Linked DNA regions of Mus musculus: region 1 is linked to region 2. The links are chromatin contacts, called in public Micro-C maps. All regions are on one chromosome and are shown on one strand. Each heading gives the region's core, a stretch centred on a gene start, on an enhancer-like site or on the middle of the called end of the contact. The rest is flanking DNA. Distances are from core to core; before and after follow the strand shown.

Region 1 (5,728 bases), core at 236-2,735, 210 kb after region 2:
GGGAACAGTTGCCATAATTTCTGAGTAGGCTAGAGTCAGAACAAGTGTGACTGTAGAGCCTCCGCGCATGACAGCTGCCCTGTGTCTTAGACTGACTGACTCATCTCCTAGCATCGTCCTCCAGAAGCACTGTAAAGGACTTCCAGTCTATAGTGGTCGTTTACAGAGATACTAGCATTTTGGATTATTTTAATGTTGTATAAATGCTGAGACTATATAAAAAGGAAGATAGCCAGATTCTGTTACCGTCCTATCTCTCCTGTTTCTAGTGTTAAGTACTAGTCCTCCCACTTCTGGCCTGGACTTTCAGTAACTTCCTAGGTGGGCTAGTTGCTTTATTCATTACCCCCTAGATATTCTTCACATAATGATGAAGTGATTATCTTAAAATAAGTTATAGTGTGCCACTCCTGCGTGCAATAATGTCTTTTCAGGAACAACAGCCTGAGCTTTCTCATGACCTACTGTCCATCCCTACAGAGTCTCCCTCCCTCTGTCCTCTTTGCTGTGATGTATGGCCACTGCTCCTGATACTCCTTCCTTTCCCGCCACACACGTGCATTTATCAACACTCTGACTTGCCCGATCTTTATTTAGCTTGTTGTACTTCTCAGAGAGAGGCAGGGCTGTTGCTTGGTTATTTGTTTGCTGGTCATCCTGCAAAGATGGTCAGTTCAACAACAACAACAACAGCAGCAGCAGCAACAGCAACAACAGCAACAAACCTGTGTATGAACTCAGATTAAAGGATGATTTGTGAGATTATACAGAGTGCATTTTTTGTCATTATTTGAATCTGTTCCATCTTTGGCCAGTGGGAGCCTTTTCAGCTTTCATGCCTCTTGGTATTTTAAGATTCTTATACCTTTCTTCTGGAATTAGTTTTAGTTTCATTTAAGGAGAAATAGTTTTTTCAAGGTTCACTCAGAGCATTGGAGACACTGCTAAGGCATCTATTGAAATGAGCTAGGGTAAAGAAAGAGAAAATGACTTGAGTTCATACTAATATTTATCTCTAATTCAAATTCAAGCCTATTTATTATTATTTAACATGTCTCTGTTATATATGTAATACTTGGAATTTACCTAGATATAAAGAATTTTGTTATTTGTTGGACAAAGGATATTACAAAATCAGAATATTCTGACATTGTTAATTAATTTTGTTCTGTTCTTTGCTCGCCTATATTTAACCTTTCTCATCTTTAAACCAGGGTGTGTGTGTGCTGCCAGAGTTTCATGGCCACAGTGCCATGCTTCTCTGGTTAGTCTTCACACTCGGATTTTGCTTGCTCTGTACTGGATGCAGGTCACTAGTTATATCTGGGCCCTGTAATTCTGGGTTTTTGAAGCTGTGGTGAGTACTGCTTTAGCCTTAACAGAGCGTGACGCAAGGCACAAAGAAATTAATGACTTAGCCAAGGAATTGGAGACCCTGAGTATCCAGAGCCCAGATTTAAACCATGGTTATTTCATCTGTTAGTTGGTGCATAAGCAGTAAATTGCTTTGAACTCTGAAATAGAAATGTTGTCCTTACAGTCTCTTCAATATGAGAAATGATGCTAGAGTCAAGACAGTGTATCTTATTGTTTAATTAGAAAAGTTTTAACATTTAGAATAACATGTCAGTCTTTGCTTCTGATTTTGAGAGTCAAATGATCTGGGGAATTATATATTCAAGTGAGGTCAGCTTCAGAACGGTAGCATGCCTGGGGGTTAGCACCATCTACTGGTAAAGACAGACAAGAGCTTGCTTCTGTCTGTATACAGCTGTTGTCTGAAAACTCCATATACTTTCATTTGTGTTGTCTTTTTAAAAAGCCATTTATTTATGCGGGCAGTACATAATTTATAATTTTTCTATCTAATGATTTTATGTCTCATAATGTTTTCCTTAAACTTCCAGGCATTCTTTAAGGAGATTACATTTAAATGAGGGAAATATAAGAGTCACAGTTTTATAATCTTTTTCAAGATATATCCATGAAATTTCTTTGGTGTCCTAACCAGAGGCCAGGGCTATTGCAGTAGACTAACATGGGTGTGGTTTGTGTTCTGTTTGGCCCAGTTTTGGCCTAAGGATACTGCCTTAGGTAGACAGGGAGAGTTGATGGTAAGAGAGGGAGTGTTCTCAGTGATGAGCCCAGCAAAGCGCCTTCTGCTTAACCCCTGGTTTTAACCTAAATTCAGCTCCCATCTTAAAACCTGTTTACACTGGTTTATGTTGGTTGTATCCTATTTTACACTAATTTCTACCCTTTGTCATTTTTCTCTTTTTATTAATCTGACCCACAGAACTTAAAAGTATCTGAGAAATCCATTATTATCTTCTCATTCCATTTCTTTTTCCTTTCCTGTATGTATACATATGTATATGTATCTATGTGTATGTTTTAGGTACTTACAAGGTAAAGGTTTTTTGGATATTACAAACTTAAGGTGAAATTACAATCTTTACAGAAGAGATGTGCTGTTTAATTAATGACATTTCCCAGTAATTCATCAGCGGAACATTATATAGCTAACTTATATTGTAGAACAAGAGTGATTTTGTCTGCAGTCATTTGTCTTTCACGCTCATTCATAAGTCTGTTGGACATGACAGAGTTGTTCCTTTTGCTCCATGGCAACTCAGGTGGGCACAGAGGTTTCACTAATATGTAAGGTTTTATGTGTACTTTAGAAATATCTGATGCAGGGCAATGGTGGCATGTGCTTTTAATCCCAGCACCCAGGAGGTAGAGGCAGGTAGATCTCTGTAAATTTGAGGCTAGCCTGGTCTATAGAGCTGATTCAGGATAGCCAGGACTACAAAAGAAACCTGTCTTGAAAAAACCAAAAGGAGAGGGCTGGTGAGATAGCTCAGTGGGTAAGAACACTGACTGCTCTTATGAAGGTCATGAGTTCAAATCCCAGCAACCATATGGTGGCCCACAACCACCCATAATGAGATCTGACGCCCTCTTCTGGTGTGTCAGAAGACAACTACAATGTACTTATGTATAATAATAAATAAATCTTTGGGCCTGAGTGAGCAGAGTTGACCTGAGTGAGCGGGGGTTGACTGGAGCAAGTGGGGTTGACCGGAGCAAACAGAGGCCCTAAAAATTCAATTCCCAACAACCACATGAAGGCTCACAACCATCTGTACAGCTACAGTGTACTCACATGCATAAAATAAACAAGTAAATCTTAAAAAAAGAAAAGAAAAACCAAAAGAAAAAAAAACAAATATCTTATTAAAAAAGCAACAATTATAACTTATAGATGGTGTGTTGTTATATGGCATAGTTGAATGTAAAAGCTGCTGTTGTGTAATAAGTTTGAGCACATGTTACAGATGGAATTAGGGAAGGCAAATGGAGCTGTTGTAATACTGGTTTTGTTCTTTTGAGCATGCCATTTTTAATGTGAGTTACTACTGAAGGAAAACTATAGCATCTGTTCTTTATCTAATCTATAAGAGATACCAAAGTATTGTCTCATTTTATTAAGAATATATAGACAATTCATTATTTAAGTGTATATGATTTTTTTCTCCATTGTCCAACTTCCTAGAAATCATTTCTACATTTAAAACTTTCAAAATATCATATGTCAATGTAAAAAAAATTTAAACCATCTTACTTCAGTTTACTTAAAATTGTCTCCAGATATTTCATTCCTTACTCTGTAATTAATTGATTCTTTGATATGTTTTGTATTTTGCCTCCAGATTGAATTCAGCTTAGAGCTATTTTTCACTGTGCTGAGTTTTTGGTTCGAGAACAGTTGATAAGATTGATAAGTTGATTCCTGCCATCCAGCAACCAGTGGAATCCAATGATGAGCACTGTAGCCTTTACTTTATGTAGTAAGGAGCAGTGTATGAGAGCCACTTTGAGGTGTAAGAAGCAACTGCTTCAGCTGTACAGAGCCACCGCCTGTCTTGTGTTGAGATGAAATGAAACAGACATTCTGTGGACTGTGGTGCAGTGAGTGGGACCTTGAGTAAGAAGAATGTAGCGGCTGACCTTTGCTTCCATATTTGGTCTCGGGAGCAGTGTTGGCAAATATTTTATATTTGGTGAATGCATGTGAGGTTTTTGTGTTTATGACTCATGAATTAGAATAAAATTAACACTTGATTAAAAAAAAAAAACCAGGCATTTTTTTCATTTTTTTTTTTTTTCGAGACAGGGTTTCTCTGTGTAGCCCTGGATGTTCTGGAACTCACTCTGTAGACCAGGCTGGCCTCAAACTCAGAAATCCTCCTGCCTCTGCCTCCCAAGTGCTGGGATTAAAGGCGTGCGCCACCACGCCCGGCCCAAACATTTTTTTCTGTGCCCTGTTTTCTGTATCACTCCATTAGAAGATGTATTGTGCTCTACATACCAAACTGTCTATTAGGAATGGAGGGGAAAACCTGTATTTTCTAGTAAATAATGTTGGTAGTATTTGAGGAGATGCTGAAGAACAAAGTTTAAAACTCTGGATCACCAGAGAACAGCTGTATTACTGTTAAATTAGCAACAACTTCACTGGCTATAACTAAGCTTCTTCAATCAAATTAAAGATTGAGCTCAATATTCTTTCAGATGCATGAACATACATTCTCCACAACATCAGCCTATTTCCTTGGGAGTTCTCTCTGTCTTTGTATAGATTTCTAACTTACACTCTAAGCTAAGGGACACAGGTCAAGATAGTGGTAGGAGTAGAAATGCTGCCCTTGCTTTTTTGCCCAAAGGCTGGTTTGTCTAACTCCTTTTCCCTAAGAACAAAGACATCGTATGCGCATAGTCCATACCTGCTGGAACTGGTAAGGCACTTGCTTCTTTCTCTTAATTAATTATGTACCTAATTTTCTTCTCATAGTGTATGGATGAATGAAAAAATTGTATAGAGCATTGCAAAGTACGTGGCTTCTCCTCCTCATGCTACAGACTTATATATATATTGTGTAACGTAAAAAGCAATTTAGTATCCAGTCTGCTTTTTCCAGGTTTTTACGGATGATTGCTTTGGTTGTGTTACGCCATGTTCTTAGTGGTGGTGAATTAGATTTTCACTTCTATTCCTCTGATATTATTTACATATTGAAATATTTAAATTTTAATTTCAGGTATATTGTATTCTTTTGCCCTCGTGACCTAGTTTCCCAGGGTTATTCATATCAACCTATTCAGTTCCTGGCTGCGGGAATGAAGGAAGTGACCCGGACGTGGAAAATAGTAGGCGGAGTCTCGGATGCTAATAGCTATTACAGAAATGCCTGGATAGTCATGATAGTTGTTGGATGGGCCCGAGGTGAGATTGACAAATTGTGTTCCTGATGTACTGTAGCCCATGAATACTTCTTTGCTTACAGGGATGGGGATGACATACTGTAAAAATCTTTTTGGAAAGTGGGAGCCTTGTCTAGTTTTTTAACTCGTAAAGTTAATGTAAAAGTTACTTACATCAGTATTGGTGATCAGCCATTATTCTTTTAAGATCTTATTTAGCATATATACAGTGTTCTGCCTGTATGCTTTTGTGGAAGAAGAGGGCACCAGATCTCATTATAAATAGTTATGAGCCATCATGTGGTTGCTGGGAATTGAACTCAGGATCTCTATAAGAACAGCCAGTGCTCTTAACCTCTGAGCTATCACTCCAGCCATTATTTTGAGCCTGGTGGCCTTGTAAAGTTTCTTATGAGTAATTTCTTTTGTTGTTTCAGAACCAGATAGAATCATAAGTAAT
Region 2 (5,998 bases), core at 705-3,204:
GCCCTCCAAGCCACCAGCCCTGGGTCAGTGGTTGGGGACCTGGCTTCTGTCACATCTCCCCCATGTAATTGAGGGGGCTTGGCTAGTAGAGTCCCTTCCCTTGATATCAAGAGCTGGCTCCTCTGAAGGACTGCATGCCAGCCTCCCTTCAGCTGGCAGGAGTGAAGCTGGGCATTCCTCTCCTAAGCCCCAGCCAGGCCTGCGAGCATTGTTTCCTTAGCCCTGTCTAAACCATGTTTCCTTTTGTGTCTTTTATCATATACCTTGCATTTCTGTTCAGGTAAGAAAGGGTCATGTGGTGGTGGTGCACTCCTTTAATCCCAGCACTCAAGAGGCAGAGGCAGGAGAATCTCTGTGAGTTTGAAGCCAGACTGGTCTACAAAGCAAGTTCCAGAACAGCCAGGACTATACACCCTGTCTCCAGAAAAAATAAAGCAAAGCAAAGCAAACAAACAAACAAAAAAGGTCTATTGGGTGCACAGTGTGTGGCCTGCTCTTTGCTAAGGTCAGAATACAGGTGTGGTAAAAGAAGTTTTGATCTTAAGAAACCACAGTGTCGTTGGACTCTAGTAGAAACATAAAACATTGAAGTGTAAATATGATTCATCTAAAACAGCTCCTGCCTCTCCAAGGTCTTGATTCTTAACTGTCCTTCTAACTAGATATTCTTCCTCAACCCCTTTCATATAACCCTTACCCAGGTCATTCCTGCGTAATGTCAGGAAATTGCACCCCACCTCTTCGGAGTCTATTAACTCTGTGCAATTTAATTGTTTACTTTATTTCTTCCATTTACCTCATGCAATTTCCTCCTTTGTTAATTTTTTCATGTGTGTGCTTTGGTCGAGGGTATTACAATGTGTGGGCACACAAGTGGGGGCACCTGTGTGCTGGTGTGTGTCTGTGGTCACTTGGCTTTTATGTGGGTACCAGGTTCTGGGTATACAGACTCTGGTACTCATGTCTGCCCACTGATCTATCTTCCTCCTCCCTGATTTCTCTTACAAACTTTTCTTCTAACAGCCTCATGGATTTGTATTGTCATTTCCCACCTTAGATTGTAAGCTCTTTGAGAAGCAGGCCTTTTCACTGAGGATTTGTGTAGAAGGGCAGAACCGGTTCGTAAGGCTCATTCATACTCGTTTCCCTTTTATTCCATTAGGATGTGAACACCCAGAAGAATTTTTCTTGAGTCACCTAAATGGAGATGAAGCCTGCCTTTCTGGAGAACCTTTCCAAGTCTTCTCCCCAAGCTTTCTGGTCTGCACTGCCAGCTCCACCCGTCCTGAGCAGATTCTAATGTGCTGTCCCACTCTCATTTACTCCATGCTCTGGGGAGTTCAAACACAGGATTTAAGCTGTCCTCTGCGAGGTCTGCATTCATTCTATTTCATTGATGACACAGGTCACGGAAAAAGACTTGCTTACAAGGTAGCAAGATACTAGTAGGGCAAGGTTGACCAGGCAACAAAGCCCATGTGGTCCCATACCCACGTATCTGTAACTTCTTTCTACCCCTTGTCCCAGAGCCCTTTAAGGTTTCCACCACGCTCCCTGAAGACCCTTCCACATGTTTCCGCGGCCTCTCCATCCTAGCGTGTTTATTCCAGCTGGATCACTGGGCCTGGCCTACCAAGGCTAAGTGGAGAGACGCTGCAGGTGAAGGATGCGTCCCGGGCTGAGCTAGCTCCCAGGCTCTCCGCACGACCTGGCTGCTGGGTGCCCAATGGTTCATTGCAAGGCCCGCAGCGATGGCACAGGAAAAAGGATGCAAAGAAAGAAGCAGTTGCAGAAGGAAGACGCAGGCGGCCAGGCAGCGCTCCATCCTCTCCGCCGGTGCGGGTGTCGGCGCACGCATGCGCATGCGTGGCGCGCTCGCACCCCACCCTCCCGCGGGCCGCCCTTTCACCCTGGCAACCGCGGCTCGGTAGCGGCGCGCGCGCGGGTTGGGCGCGGACGGGCGGGATCTCTGCGGGACGGGACAAGGCTGACGGCGGCAGAGGTAGCGGGTCTCTAAGGCTCCTCCAGCTTCTCACTCAGCTCCGGTGACAAGTTCGGCCCGGAGGGCTTAGTCCCTAGCCATGGACTCGCAGAAAGTAAGCGGGGGCGCAGCGCGGGGCCGAGAGGGTGGGCGGGGCGCGCGGGGCTGGGCGCGGAGGACGAGGCCGGGCCTGGGACCCACCCGACCCGACCCGACCCGACCCGACGGGACCTGAGAGCCCGCAGGGAGCGATGGCCGCGCCCGGGACCCCGGACGACCTCTGTCCTGCTCTTGGCTCCGGGAAGGCACTGCGGGGAGGAAACCGCGAGCCGCACCCGGGTCTCTGCCGCCCTCTGCGGGCGCTAGGCCCCTTTCTTCCCGCTGCCCGCGGCGTGCTCCGAGGGTGGGTCCCTCCTCGGTTGGAGTGAGGACCAAGGCTCGGCCTCGCGTGGGGGGATCCCCGCCCGCGCGGAAGCTGGTGTCTCTTTTCTTCCACCGTGTCTTCAGCATGGTCTCTGCGCTGTAGGTCCGGGGACTGAATCTCCTTTGTACATCTGCCCACTGCCTTGCTAGTGGTTTATTTATAAGCAGATCTCAGTGTTTGCCTAATTGAGGAAAAAGGCAGTTGTCAGGGCCGCTGCCCCACCCTCGTCCTTCAGTTGGTGAGGCTGGCCAGTAGTCTTGTTTCGGAATGTTTAGTACTTTGAGAACAAGTTTAAGGAAAGAGTTACACAATAGCCTTTTTTAATTAAGCAAATAGTGCACTGAATACAATTGCAACTGAATTTTTAATATTCAGTAGTAATTCCTGTATTAAAAAAGTAAGCCACCTTGCTATCTTTGTTATGTTATAGTGTAATTGCAATACATTGCGGTATAGGAAAGAAAAACACAAGTGTTATTAATAATACATCAGGGAAAACAAGGGCATTTCTAAGAGGCCATTCTTTTTTTATTATTGCATAGAAAGTGCCAGAAAGAGTTAGAGAAAAACTGCAATTCTTACCTGGATTCATCTTTCTGAGCTTGCCTTGAGACCCATTCATTTGGGTATATCCAATTATTATTTCCACAACTATACTATAGTATCTTTTAAAGAGATTACTAGTATGTCTAAGAATGTGTATTTTGAGTGTGTATAAATTTAAAGGATTCTCTGTTAGGCTGATAAAACATTGCATGACTTATTAGAGGAAAGGCATCATGTGATATTTAAGTGGGCATTAGCAAAGGTCAAAAGGAAGAAGAGCAAGTGCCTGGAGAATCCGGAAAGATGAGTTTCAGGGTGCAGTGTGTTTGCTACCTGTATGCAGCGCACATTCCTCTCTTTCATCTTCTGTTCTGTAGAAATAAGAAAAGAATATACTATTAGAAAGTCTGGATAAAATACTCCATTCGGAAAACAGTATTTTCAAGTTTATGAATAATTAGTACTAAAATAGTCTGTGCATGGTAAAATGCTAAAAGTGCTTCAATGTAGATCATCTTATCAGGGGACACTGAGGAATCAAGTGTTTGACGTTGTGAGTTCTATAAGGACAAACATGGTTTCAACCAGGTTTTTCTCATTTTAGACAATGTATTTGTGCACCCACAGGATCCCATAAGTAGTTTCCCCAGAGGTAGTGAAGAGTTAGCTGTTCTTTTACTGGTGTTGATGTACTGGATAATTCTGAAAAGTCAACTTTTCAATATTAAAATTTTGGTGGAGGTATCAAGCAATCTTCTAGCGAGGAGAGCTTGTGCTATGGCTTCTGATGGATATCTAGGTCTAATGTTTGTAATTAGCACTCGTGCTGTCAACCTGAGCTTCATTTTCTTACGGTTTGCTGCAGAGTCAGTTAGTTACTAGCTACAAATAGTAATGAACTAATTGGGTATTCTTGTCTATTATCTAAGACAGTAGTGCACCTGTAGCATGAGGTTTCCAGACTATTTCCTGTTGTAGAATGTTCACATAAAAATGGTAGCAGAAATGGTCCCCAGGTCTATAAAGAAAGTAGCGACATGCTGTAAGTGGCAAGGAAGGCCTAGGGATTTGGGTTGTGAGTTATTAAGAGGAGCCAGCTCTCTGGTCATACTGTTTATGGGCCATCATAGCTTAGATGATTTGCCATGAGTCTCCATTTCTTCATCTATAAAATAGAATATCCACTGCAGTCTCTTTAAGAGTTATGAGGATTGTGTCCATTTCTGGAAAACCACCCAACAGTATTATCTGTGAGCTCTTGTTAATCGCAGACGCTCAACCTCAAAATCACGTTTTTCTTTTCAGAGCCACTCCTAGACTTCCTTAAGGTGTGTTCTCTCCTTGTTTATCTTTAAGAAATTATTTCAGTTGGTGGTGCCAAGAGACAGTTGTTAAGTCCCAATACAAAGAGGATTAAGAGTTGTGAGTCAGGCAATCTATGATAAAGACATTAACTGGGTGTCTTACAGAAGCTTGCTGCTGGCTGCTCAGTACATGGGTGCTGCTGGCTGGTCAGCACATGGGGTGGCTTCCCCAGATGCCTTTTTTTTTTCTCTTTTGTCTGTGGAAACGACTTCAGTGTTTTGTTAGCAACAAATGCTCTATTTCAGTAGAGGAGGAAGACGAAGTTGCTGTGGGTGTGTAAGGCATACTGTAGGATACAGAAGCAGTATTATCTCCTAGAAATGGACAGAGGGATTTTGTTTATGTAGAGTTTCTGGGACACTTTTGTGAGCAGGATGTGTTATGGATAGGTGGCTTTGTTTGATCCCCAGACCTTTTGAATATGTCCTTAAGTGGTTCTAAGATAAAATCTGGAAGGTTTCTTTACCCGATGAAATAAATGTGCACATTCAGAGAAAACACTGAAACAAATAAGACAGCTGAGCCTCTTGGGTACTTCTTTTGAAGTTGGTAGTGCAAGGTAAATTTCCGTGCAGATCACTGGTATTCATGGGGCTTTCTGTTTCTAGGAAAGGTGCTTGTTACAGCAGTGGGGGTGAGAGGGTGGGCAGAGGGAGGATGCTGTTAGGAGCTGGCTTTGTTAAATGCTTTCCCCATTGTTTTTCTGAGTGTTCTTCCTAGCTGGGTAGGGACTCAAAGGTCTCCTTTATACTACAGGGTAAAGCTCGACTGGGGACATCTGCATTTGTCTTACCTGTTTCCTCTTAAATCCTGATACTTGCTGTACTCCATATCCAATTGGGTATCCATAGCTATCCAATTGACCCATCCGTGTCCCTTACTTGCTTTCAATTTAAAAAAGAAAAAGTTTCTCAAGGGAAGTGAAGAAGACTGGAAGTTGGGTGTTGTGCATACAGTACCATGTCACACTACACTCTCACAGCAGAATTCTCTCATGGTTCACACAGTCACTCGGCTAGCAAGTGGCAGTCTGGATTCAAACCAGGTTGATATTTTTGTTTTTGTTTTTTCCATATTCCACACTTTTTCATTACCTCTCTCCAGGCCTGTATTCTTGGCTTCTAAATACTAAAACAATTAAGGTTATTAAAATTTAAAATATTAGGTCCCAACAGTTAGGAGCTGGGGAGATGGCTCATCAGTTAAGAGCCCTTCCTGCTCTTGCAAGAGGGCCAGAGTTTGATTCTACGACCCACATCGGATGACTCACAAGCACCTGCATGCATGTGCGCCTCCCCACACACATACACATAATTAAAAAGAAAATAGATCTTTTAGACAAATAAAATGTTATTAGGGACAAACCCCAGTACAGTGGTCAGGTTTGTTGGTTTGTTTTAGACACTTGTCAAGTGTAGTGAAGTGTTGATACGTGGTATAGAGTACAAGTGAGAGGAAAGTCTGGCATGCAGGTCAGGTAAGATCTCTGTCCTGCATCAGCGTCTCCTCTTCCTTCCTTTCTTTCTCTTCTTGGAGGGAGGGGTGGGAATCTTACCTCTCTCAATAGAGCTGTAGACCATGAAGTGCCACAGAAATGAACACCATGTGAGTGCCCATGCACTCTATACTCACATATTAGTACCTTCGTGTTTTTAATTGAACTTGGCAGTTTCTAAATATCA

The links. A called contact is a pair of places that touch in the nucleus more often than the background predicts.
Region 1: a contact with region 2 is called in a Micro-C map of muscle stem cells, with 6 times the contacts expected there. The contact joins the enhancer-like site here to the promoter of Fsd1l in region 2. A contact is called at or near these places in 2 of 39 promoter capture datasets (the 3T3-L1 cell line and the HPC-7 cell line), 3 of 484 Hi-C or Micro-C datasets (extraembryonic endoderm stem cells, muscle stem cells and myocytes) and 1 of 9 other capture datasets (liver).

What each region holds. Positions count from the first base shown.
Region 1 is chr4:53,843,761-53,849,488 of GRCm38.p6, forward strand. Tmem38b (transmembrane protein 38B) reads left to right here. Exons shown (of 6, transcript NM_028053.2): 3 at 5,106-5,290. Among named protein-coding and RNA genes, the nearest start is that of Tmem38b, 21 kb to the left of the region's middle. Within about 2 kb of position 1,486, at least 6 of the 459 cell types and tissues checked have an H3K27ac peak or open chromatin away from gene starts, as enhancers often do. A contact at or near this core is called in muscle stem cells, where this site is marked.
Region 2 is chr4:53,629,517-53,635,514 of GRCm38.p6, forward strand. It overlaps Fsd1l (fibronectin type III and SPRY domain containing 1-like), which reads left to right and starts at 1,955. Exons shown (of 13, transcript NM_001195284.1): 1 at 1,955-2,096. The coding sequence starts at 2,082.